2 separate regions of the Mus musculus genome follow, and region 1 is linked to region 2. The links are chromatin contacts, called in public HiChIP or PLAC-seq maps. All regions are on one chromosome and are shown on one strand. The core of a region is the stretch at or near the end of the contact, and the rest is flanking DNA. Distances in the headings are between cores, read along the strand shown. Region 1 overlaps Panx1 (pannexin 1). Region 2 has its middle 19 kb from the start of Izumo1r.

The links. HiChIP or PLAC-seq counts read pairs in DNA pulled down with a chosen protein or histone mark.
Region 1: an H3K27ac HiChIP or PLAC-seq map of the HPC-7 cell line shows a contact between it and region 2, with 10 times the contacts expected there. The contact joins two enhancer-like sites. A contact is called at or near these places in 16 of 39 promoter capture datasets (the 3T3-L1 cell line, 3T3-L1-derived adipocytes, the C10 cell line and 10 more), 5 of 15 datasets of contacts at CTCF or cohesin (the NIH/3T3 cell line, embryonic stem cells, large pre-B cells and 1 more), 47 of 484 Hi-C or Micro-C datasets (the 63-12 cell line, B cells, CD4 T cells and 24 more), 12 of 115 datasets of contacts at active chromatin or transcription factors (CD8 T cells, DN3 thymocytes, the HPC-7 cell line and 6 more) and 4 of 9 other capture datasets (adipose tissue, embryonic stem cells, liver and 1 more).

The regions. Positions count from the first base shown.
Region 1 is chr9:15,016,246-15,020,022 of GRCm38.p6, forward strand. All of the region lies in intron 2 of Panx1 (pannexin 1), which reads right to left. Among named protein-coding and RNA genes, the nearest start is that of Panx1, 27 kb to the right of the region's middle. Within about 2 kb of position 2,071, at least 138 of the 459 cell types and tissues checked have an H3K27ac peak or open chromatin away from gene starts, as enhancers often do. A contact at or near this core is called in CD8 T cells, the HPC-7 cell line, Th1 cells and 5 more, where this site is marked.
Region 2 is chr9:14,882,939-14,886,695 of GRCm38.p6, forward strand. It overlaps a transcript of Izumo1r not described here. Among named protein-coding and RNA genes, the nearest start is that of Izumo1r, 19 kb to the right of the region's middle. Within about 2 kb of position 1,968, at least 30 of the 459 cell types and tissues checked have an H3K27ac peak or open chromatin away from gene starts, as enhancers often do. A contact at or near this core is called in CD8 T cells, the HPC-7 cell line, Th1 cells and 5 more, where this site is marked.

The DNA.
Region 1 (3,777 bases), core at 821-3,320, 130 kb after region 2:
ATCATCCTATTGCATTGTTATTTAACATGTAAATTGTACCACTATAACATATGTTTACTGTTTTTTTAAGTTTTAGATTAAACATATTTCTATATTTTATTTTTACAAGGCAAAAAACTGAAAAACATTCCGTGTGGGAATATAGCAGCTATGATTACTGATTTGTGCCCAACTCCAAAGCCACAGCTTTATGTCCAGTTGGCATGGGCTACTTCTCTAGTTAGGGAACAATCTTGGAAAAGTATATATTTTAGATTTACCTAATTTTTAATTATGTCTATGTGTGTGAGAGTGTGTGTATTAGGTATGTGTGGGGGTCGGATCCCCTGGAACAGGAGGTACAGGCAGGGGTGGATGCTAAAACTAAGAGCCTCAGAGACCAAGGTCCTCTGCAGACCAGAGCCTGCTCTTAAACAGTGAGCCATCTTGACTGTAAGCCCTGCTCATTTCCGGGACTCTCACAATCAAATCCCACACACTGCAAGGCCGTGGACAATGAGTCTTTTCTCTGACTGTTCTGTAGGCCAGTCCTACAGAACTCCCTCCGAAGGCCCTGGGGAGGCCACCTCCCCCACAAGTGTCCCCACATTCTCTCCCCTTGACGTGTGTCTATGTGCAATTTTTCTCCTCGTAAGAGGACACCATCAGCTCCAGGGTTGGTCCTCATAACTCACGACTGAATCTCTAACAAACTGTTCAACTCAAGTCATACTCTCAGTATACAGGGTTAAGATGGCAACATAATCTTGGGTGACAAAATTCAACCCCTGCCACCACACCCATGTCCTTCATCTTGGTCTCTGCCCCAGAATAGCCCTGGAAGCATCTGGCTCACCCTACTGTACTGACAAGCTTATATGTACAGGATAATCTGCCCTTTACTCCTGCCTCTCAGTGCCACTGCTCCCCAGAGTCTGTCCTCAGTAGCTTTGACTGTCAGCTTGACACAGCCTATAGTCACCTGGTGGGGAGCCTCGGATGAATTCACTTAGAGTGGCCTGGAGGTGTGTCTCAGGGGCAGGGGCTGTCACTATTACTAACTGATAGGAGGAAGTAGCCTATTGCAGGCAGCACCACTCCCTGGGCAGCTGGTGCTGAGCTGTGTAAGAAAGCTAGGTAAGTATGAGCCTGAGTGTGAACCAGAGTGTGAGCCAGAATGTGAGCCTGAGTGCGAGCCCGAGTGCGAGCCTCAGTGAGAGCCTAAGTGCGAGCCAGAGTGAGAGCCTGAGTGCGAGCATGAGTGCGAGCCAGAGTGCGAGTCTGAGTGAGAGCCTGAGTGTGAGCCTAAGTGCAAGCCTGAGTGCGAGCCTGAGTGTGGGCCTGAGTGTGAGCCTGAGTGAGAGCCTGAGTGTGAGCCTAAGTGCAAGCCTGAGTGCGAGCCTGAGTGTGAGCCAGAGTGTGGGCCTGAGTGTGAGCCTGAGTGTGAGCCAGAGTGTGGGCCTGAGTGCAAGCCAGAGTGTGAGCCAGAGTGTGGGCCTGAGTGCAAGCCAGAGTGTGAGCCAGAGTGTGAGCCTGAGTGTGAGCCAGCAAGCAATGTTCCTGGTCTCTGCCCTCATTTCCTTCAGTGGTGGATTACGACCTGCACATGAACCACATGAACCCTTTCCTCTCCATGTTGCTTTTCCTCAGTATCTTATCACAGGGACAGAAAGGAACTAAAGAGACACCATCCCTTCTACACCCTCGGTCTCACAGCTTCCACACATCACCCTGACAGGTGCCCCGAGTGGGCGCCACCAGACTAGACTGCTGTTCCTCAGACAGTGTGAGCCTGCACACCAGTGTGCCATTGTGGGGATTTCTACTCAGACCTGCAATTCCATGTCTAGTTTAGTTTCATTTCTGTTGCTGTGATAAAATACTTGGACAAATTTAATTTATAGGAGAAGTGGCTTATGTCAGCGCCCCAGACACCTGGCATGCTACCCCAGTGGTTGGTCAGCTGCTACCACAACACATAAGCATAAACACAGTGCCTGTCTTCCTGGGGTAGCTTTAACAGTGACTGTGTGGCTTTCAAGATCTCTTGGTGTCACCTTGTGATTGGCTGTGTGGTATCAAGCCCTGTGTGCTGTCGGCACGTTCCCTTCTCAGAAGCGCCCACATCCTTCCGCTTCTGTCCTGACCAGAGCCTTCCCTGAGCCTGACTGGTGGTCTCCACGCCTCTCCTCTCTGACACACTAGGCTCTCCCTGCTCCCCTCCTGCCGACCAGAACCCACCTCTGTAACTGGCGAGGCTTCCCCTGCCTCTCCTCTCACCACTAACCACCACCACGACTTGGCTCTGAGGACAGACTCTTAGAACCAAGCATACTGCCAGGCCCACGCAGCGGCTCCCACTGGTCCAGCATTTGCCATATGCCTGTTTGGCAGTCACAGATCCTACTCTCCATAACCCTGCTTCCATTCCACTGTGCCGTGGCCACCCTGCTTCCCAACAGGACGAAGCATCTCCGGGAAGTGCCTCACCCCACACTCCCAAGGCCAGTGGTTCTCAACCTTCCTGATGCTGCGACCAGTTTTACAGTTCCTCATGCCATGGTGACCTCCAACCATAAAATTATTTTGTTCCTACTGCATAACTGTTATGTGGCTACTGTTATGAATCATAATGTAAATATCTGCTATGCGACTCCCCCACAGGTTGAGAAGTGCTGCCCTAGGCAGTCCTGCTGGGTTGTTAGCTCAGCATCTCCATGTGGTCTCCAGCCTCTCAGCCACCTCGTTCTCGTGACTCACGGGACACAGTCTTCCTGGTCACACCCTTCCCTCCTGTCCACCCAGCTGTGTGTAAGGAAGGCACATTTTCTGAGAAGAACAGAGCCAGGTTTTTTGTTTCTGTTTTACCAATCACTACTTCTATACACTCACTCTTCACCCACAACCACCTGGCTGTCGCTTCACTAAAGCCCTGCAGCGGGAGCACTGAGGAATAACAGATCCAGTGAGTTGGGCTCCACTCGGAGAACAGCTGAGGGACAGGAGAACTCACGGCTCTGTCCCTGGGTTTCTGGGAAAACCATGCTTTATCTTTTCTGTCTCTCTTTCTAATTCAGTTCACCACCAGGGAGAATCTGAGAATCTGAGACGCATTCTGTGGCCCACTGCTGCCAAGCAGAGCATGAGGGCCCTCGATCAACATCAGCTAAAAGGAACTCCATGTCGCTGTCTGCAGCTAGGAAACCTGATTCCTCCAGCTCCCTGAGACAACCTCCATGTATCTCAGTTCCTCGAGCCCACTGGTAGTAGTGATGGGTCTGATCAAGACCTCCTACGGACATGTTTCTGTTGTGAGTTTTCTCTGGATTTTCCTCATTTGTGGTATGTCATATGTGTATAAATGCCAAACACCCTGCATAAAGAGCCAAAGAAAGCACACGGGTGATGCTCTAGACGATGTCCCTTTCCTCCAAGGGGGGGACTCAGCTTCACTCTGGCAAACATGTAACTTAGAGACATCGTCAATGTCCAAGTAGTCTCATTGTCCAGGCTCTGAAATGACTCAGACCAGTACTCTAGTCCCTGAAATGACTCAGACCAGTACTCTAACCTCTGGGAGGGAGGGAGGGAGGGAGGGAGGGAGGGAGGGAGGGAGGGAGGGAGCCCCTTACTCCCAGCTAAGCCTGAGGGTTGACCAGGCAGGTTTCTTCACTTTCTGTCCCCAGTCCTAGAGCCTGGTAAGAGCTGGGATACTCAGAACCGCCATAGCAAATGAGCTCAGCTCCAGAAAGAGCCTCAGACGCTCATCCCAGCAGGTCCCCTTGACTTGCAGACCTG
Region 2 (3,757 bases), core at 718-3,217:
CAGTAAGTCAAGCAGAGGAAAGGGTTGGGGAGAGTGGAGATGGAAGCAGGGTGTAGGGAGACCTTAATCCGGGTCTATTATCCTTTGACTGGGCAGTCCTGGGTTCCTTCCTAGCAAAGAAATCTCCAGGGTAGGTATTGGGAGGGTTAGGAAGAGGCTGGGTGGTGACAGATCAGAAAGCATAGAGGGAAGGGAAACCTGGGGAGGACACATGGCTTGGGCAGTGGCCACCAAGTCATAGACGTCTTTCATGAGATCTTGTTATTCTGAGGGTGGGGTATCTTCTGTCTCCTCAGTCTTCAATCTGCCATTGAGAGGCAGGCCATCTTATTGGTCAGTGGGGTGGTATTAGACATTTCTAGCAAGTATCCAAATAGGCCTAGACTGGTTCTGTGAAAAAATACAAGTAAAACCCCTTCTAGTTGTAAGGAGGGAGTCTGGTCCCTTCCAAATTCCACCCAAGGGATCGTGCTATCCTACTAGGATGGGAGGAGTTATTCCTGGTATGTGGCAATAGAGGGAGACAGGAGGGTGTTTGGAACCTCTGTAAATGTCCAATATATTTAGGGTCATCACACATGGGAATGGCCAAAGTCCTAACTATAAAATCAGAGGAGGGTACTAAGCAGGGCTCTCCCTCTCTGCATCAGGACAGCACAATGCTTTAACAGTTTATTATAAAAGCAAACATTCCCTTACCACTCAGTCCAGCAATTGGACTCCCTGGCATTTACCCAGAAGATTTGCATTTTGTTTCTACAGAAACATGCAAATGAAGTTTATGAAAATGTATTCATGATTGGCAATGATGGGGAGAGGTCTTTCACGGGGTGACTAGTGGAGAAATGGGGCACATCCATGTGCGATGGTGGAATATTATTCAGTGATGAAAAGAAATGAGTTGCTAAGCCAGAAAAGGTCATGGAATGGGTCTGGAGAGGTGACCCAGTGCTTGAGAATACTGGCTGCTTTTGCAGAGGACACTGGTTCCATTTCCAGCATCCACTTGGCAGCTTACAACCAGTAACTGCAGTTCTTGAGGACACTGAGACCCACGGGTCATGTGCACACATGGTACTCACAAATACAGCCAGGCCATACATAAAATAAAGTAATAATTTTTTAAAAGAGGAAAAGACATGGAGGAAAATTTAATGGATATCATTGCATGAAAGAGAGAAACCTGGAAAGGTCAAACAGTATGACTTCAAGAATTTGACATTCTGAAATAGGTCTAGCTATGGAGTCTGTAAAAAGATCAGTGGTTTATATGCATTGTTAGTTAGGAAGGTATAAAAGGAAATGGGCTTTTACGGCAGTGAAGCTATTCCACATGATACTATAGCAGTACATATATATTATATATATGGTTCAAACCCATAGAATGTAGACCAAGAATAAAGCCTAGTGAAAGCTATGGTCTTAAGGAGGGGATGGCATGTCTATGCAGGCTCATCAACTCAGGCAAAAGAACTGTATAGACTGGGATGCTGATGGTGTTGGAGTCTGTGCATGTGTGGGTACAGTTGAGGCATGAAGGATCTTTATATTTTCCTATAATCTAAAATTACTCTGGAAAAGAACATCTAAAAACCTATATATAAACCTAAGCTTACTAATGGCTCTTCCTCAACGTCCTCGGTTTTTTGTTTATTTTTGTTTTTGTTTTTTAACCTGTTTCTCAAACTTTCTTCACTTCCCACTTTTTTTGGGGGGGGTTAAATGGTCTTTGTAAGTGATGTTCAAGTAGCCTGCTCTGGCTGACACAACACCAAACAGCTCAGGCGAGGCCGGAAGTCTCAGTGGAAGCTGTCAGAGCTGATGTCTGATGAGGCCTCTCTTCCTGGCTTTCAGTACTTTCGTCCTCACGTGACCTTTCTTGAATGAGACTGCATCTCCTCCTATGAGGACACTAGCCCTTCCTATTTATGGCTTACCTCATGACTTCATTCAAAATAACTATGTCCCTAAAGCCTCATCACCCAACAGTCACCCTGGAAGTGAGGACTGCAACAAATGAAGTTGTGAGTGTCATAACTCAGCTGAAAGCAATGTGCTTATAAACAATTTGTTGAATGTTTCCCTTCTGTTCAGCATGTTTCCATCACGTGCTTTGAAATTATGTGCAAATGGCTTCTATGCTGACTTCCAAGAAGAAGCCAGTGTATGGTTGGCCAGCCTGACTTAAAATGGGGAATGCCACTAAGGTCTCTAACTTGTAATGTTGACAAGGCATTCAATCTAGGCAGAAAGAAGTCATGAGAGATTTGATGGGATCACTACTGAGTTCTCATTCAGCTTCAATGCACATTTTAAGGAGAAAAAATAATCAAAAAGAAATAAAAATTAAGTTGCATACAGGAAGTATGCCTTTTGAGGAAGTATGATTTGGAGGGCAACCAGGGGGCAGTGTGGAGGTTTGTCAAAGGCTTTGGAGTAGCATTCACAAATGTCAAGGATCTACTGTCTCATGTCAGAGAGACAGGGCAGTGTGTTTTTCCTTCCTTTGAAGGTAAAATAATGAAAAATTCATAATGAAAATTCATTTATGAGTAGTTGGCTCTAGATCCACCCAGCACTAGAAATATCTGAAGGGCATGGACTGTGATGTCACCTTCAAACCATAGCATGTGGGGGGAAAATGCAGGAATACAAAAATCATACACACAGGGAGCCAGCCACCAGGAAAGCATGAGACCACTTTTCACAAATTTTCTGTGAGGGAAAATGATTTTTGGGCAATGAATAATTTGTGTTACTCAAAAATATACATTATTTATAATAATTGTAAATTTATCTTGGAGGTGAACAGTGAGTTTCTGTTGCCAAAGAATTGAGAGAAAAGGGGAGCTGCTTTTGATGAAGATGGAGATGTAAAGATTTAAAATAACACTTTATTTCATTTCTTTAATCTTTTCCAACTAAACTCAATAGGAAACAATGAATTGAAATTATAGCAAGAAGCAATTGTGTTCTTCAGAAAGGAGATCTTTTTAGAACAGTGTGGGATAAAGCTGGAACTGCTTCCTCAGGGAGACTAAATACTCTTTGTCCTTGGAGGAGCACTCTCTGCCCTTGGAGGAGCACTCTCTGTCCTTGGAGGTGCTCTTCTGGGAAGGAGGACTCAGTGGAGAGGCAAAGGCTGGTTGCTTCCTGTGTCTCAGAAGCTAAGAAAGGCAGGAGGTTGCAGGGGTGGGTATCCTAGCTCTGGTAGGGCCAGATAACAGGAGGCTCAACTCTGTCTCAGCCTGTTCCAGCCTATATGCAACCAAATGGTGTTCTCTGAGTCCCAGTGTCATTATCTGCAATCCAGGGTTGCTGAAGGATCAAATAGAGCTGATGAAGTGCTTGCATTATGGCAGTGGTAGTTCTATAAACGGTAGTCTCATTGATAGAAGACCCTTGACTTTGTTCAGAAAAGAAAGTGAGTAAACATTAAAGAAGCCAGCTGTGCCTAGCACTGTTACCCTCCTCCCCCCCCCCCCCCACACACACACACCTCTGCTCGACATTGGTTATTTGGCTTCGTTATTGTGACCCAACACCAGACAAGAAGCAGCTTAATGAAGTAAGGGTTTATTTGGGCTCATGACTTGAGAAGGCAGAGTCCATCTTGGTGAAGGAGGCATGGTACAGGAGCAAAACATTCAACAGTCTCAGAAGGTTGAGATGGCTGGTTACATTGTATCAACAGTCAGAAAGAAGAGAGCAGACAGCACATGGGTGTGGCTATAGGCCCCAGCCCCTCCACACTTCC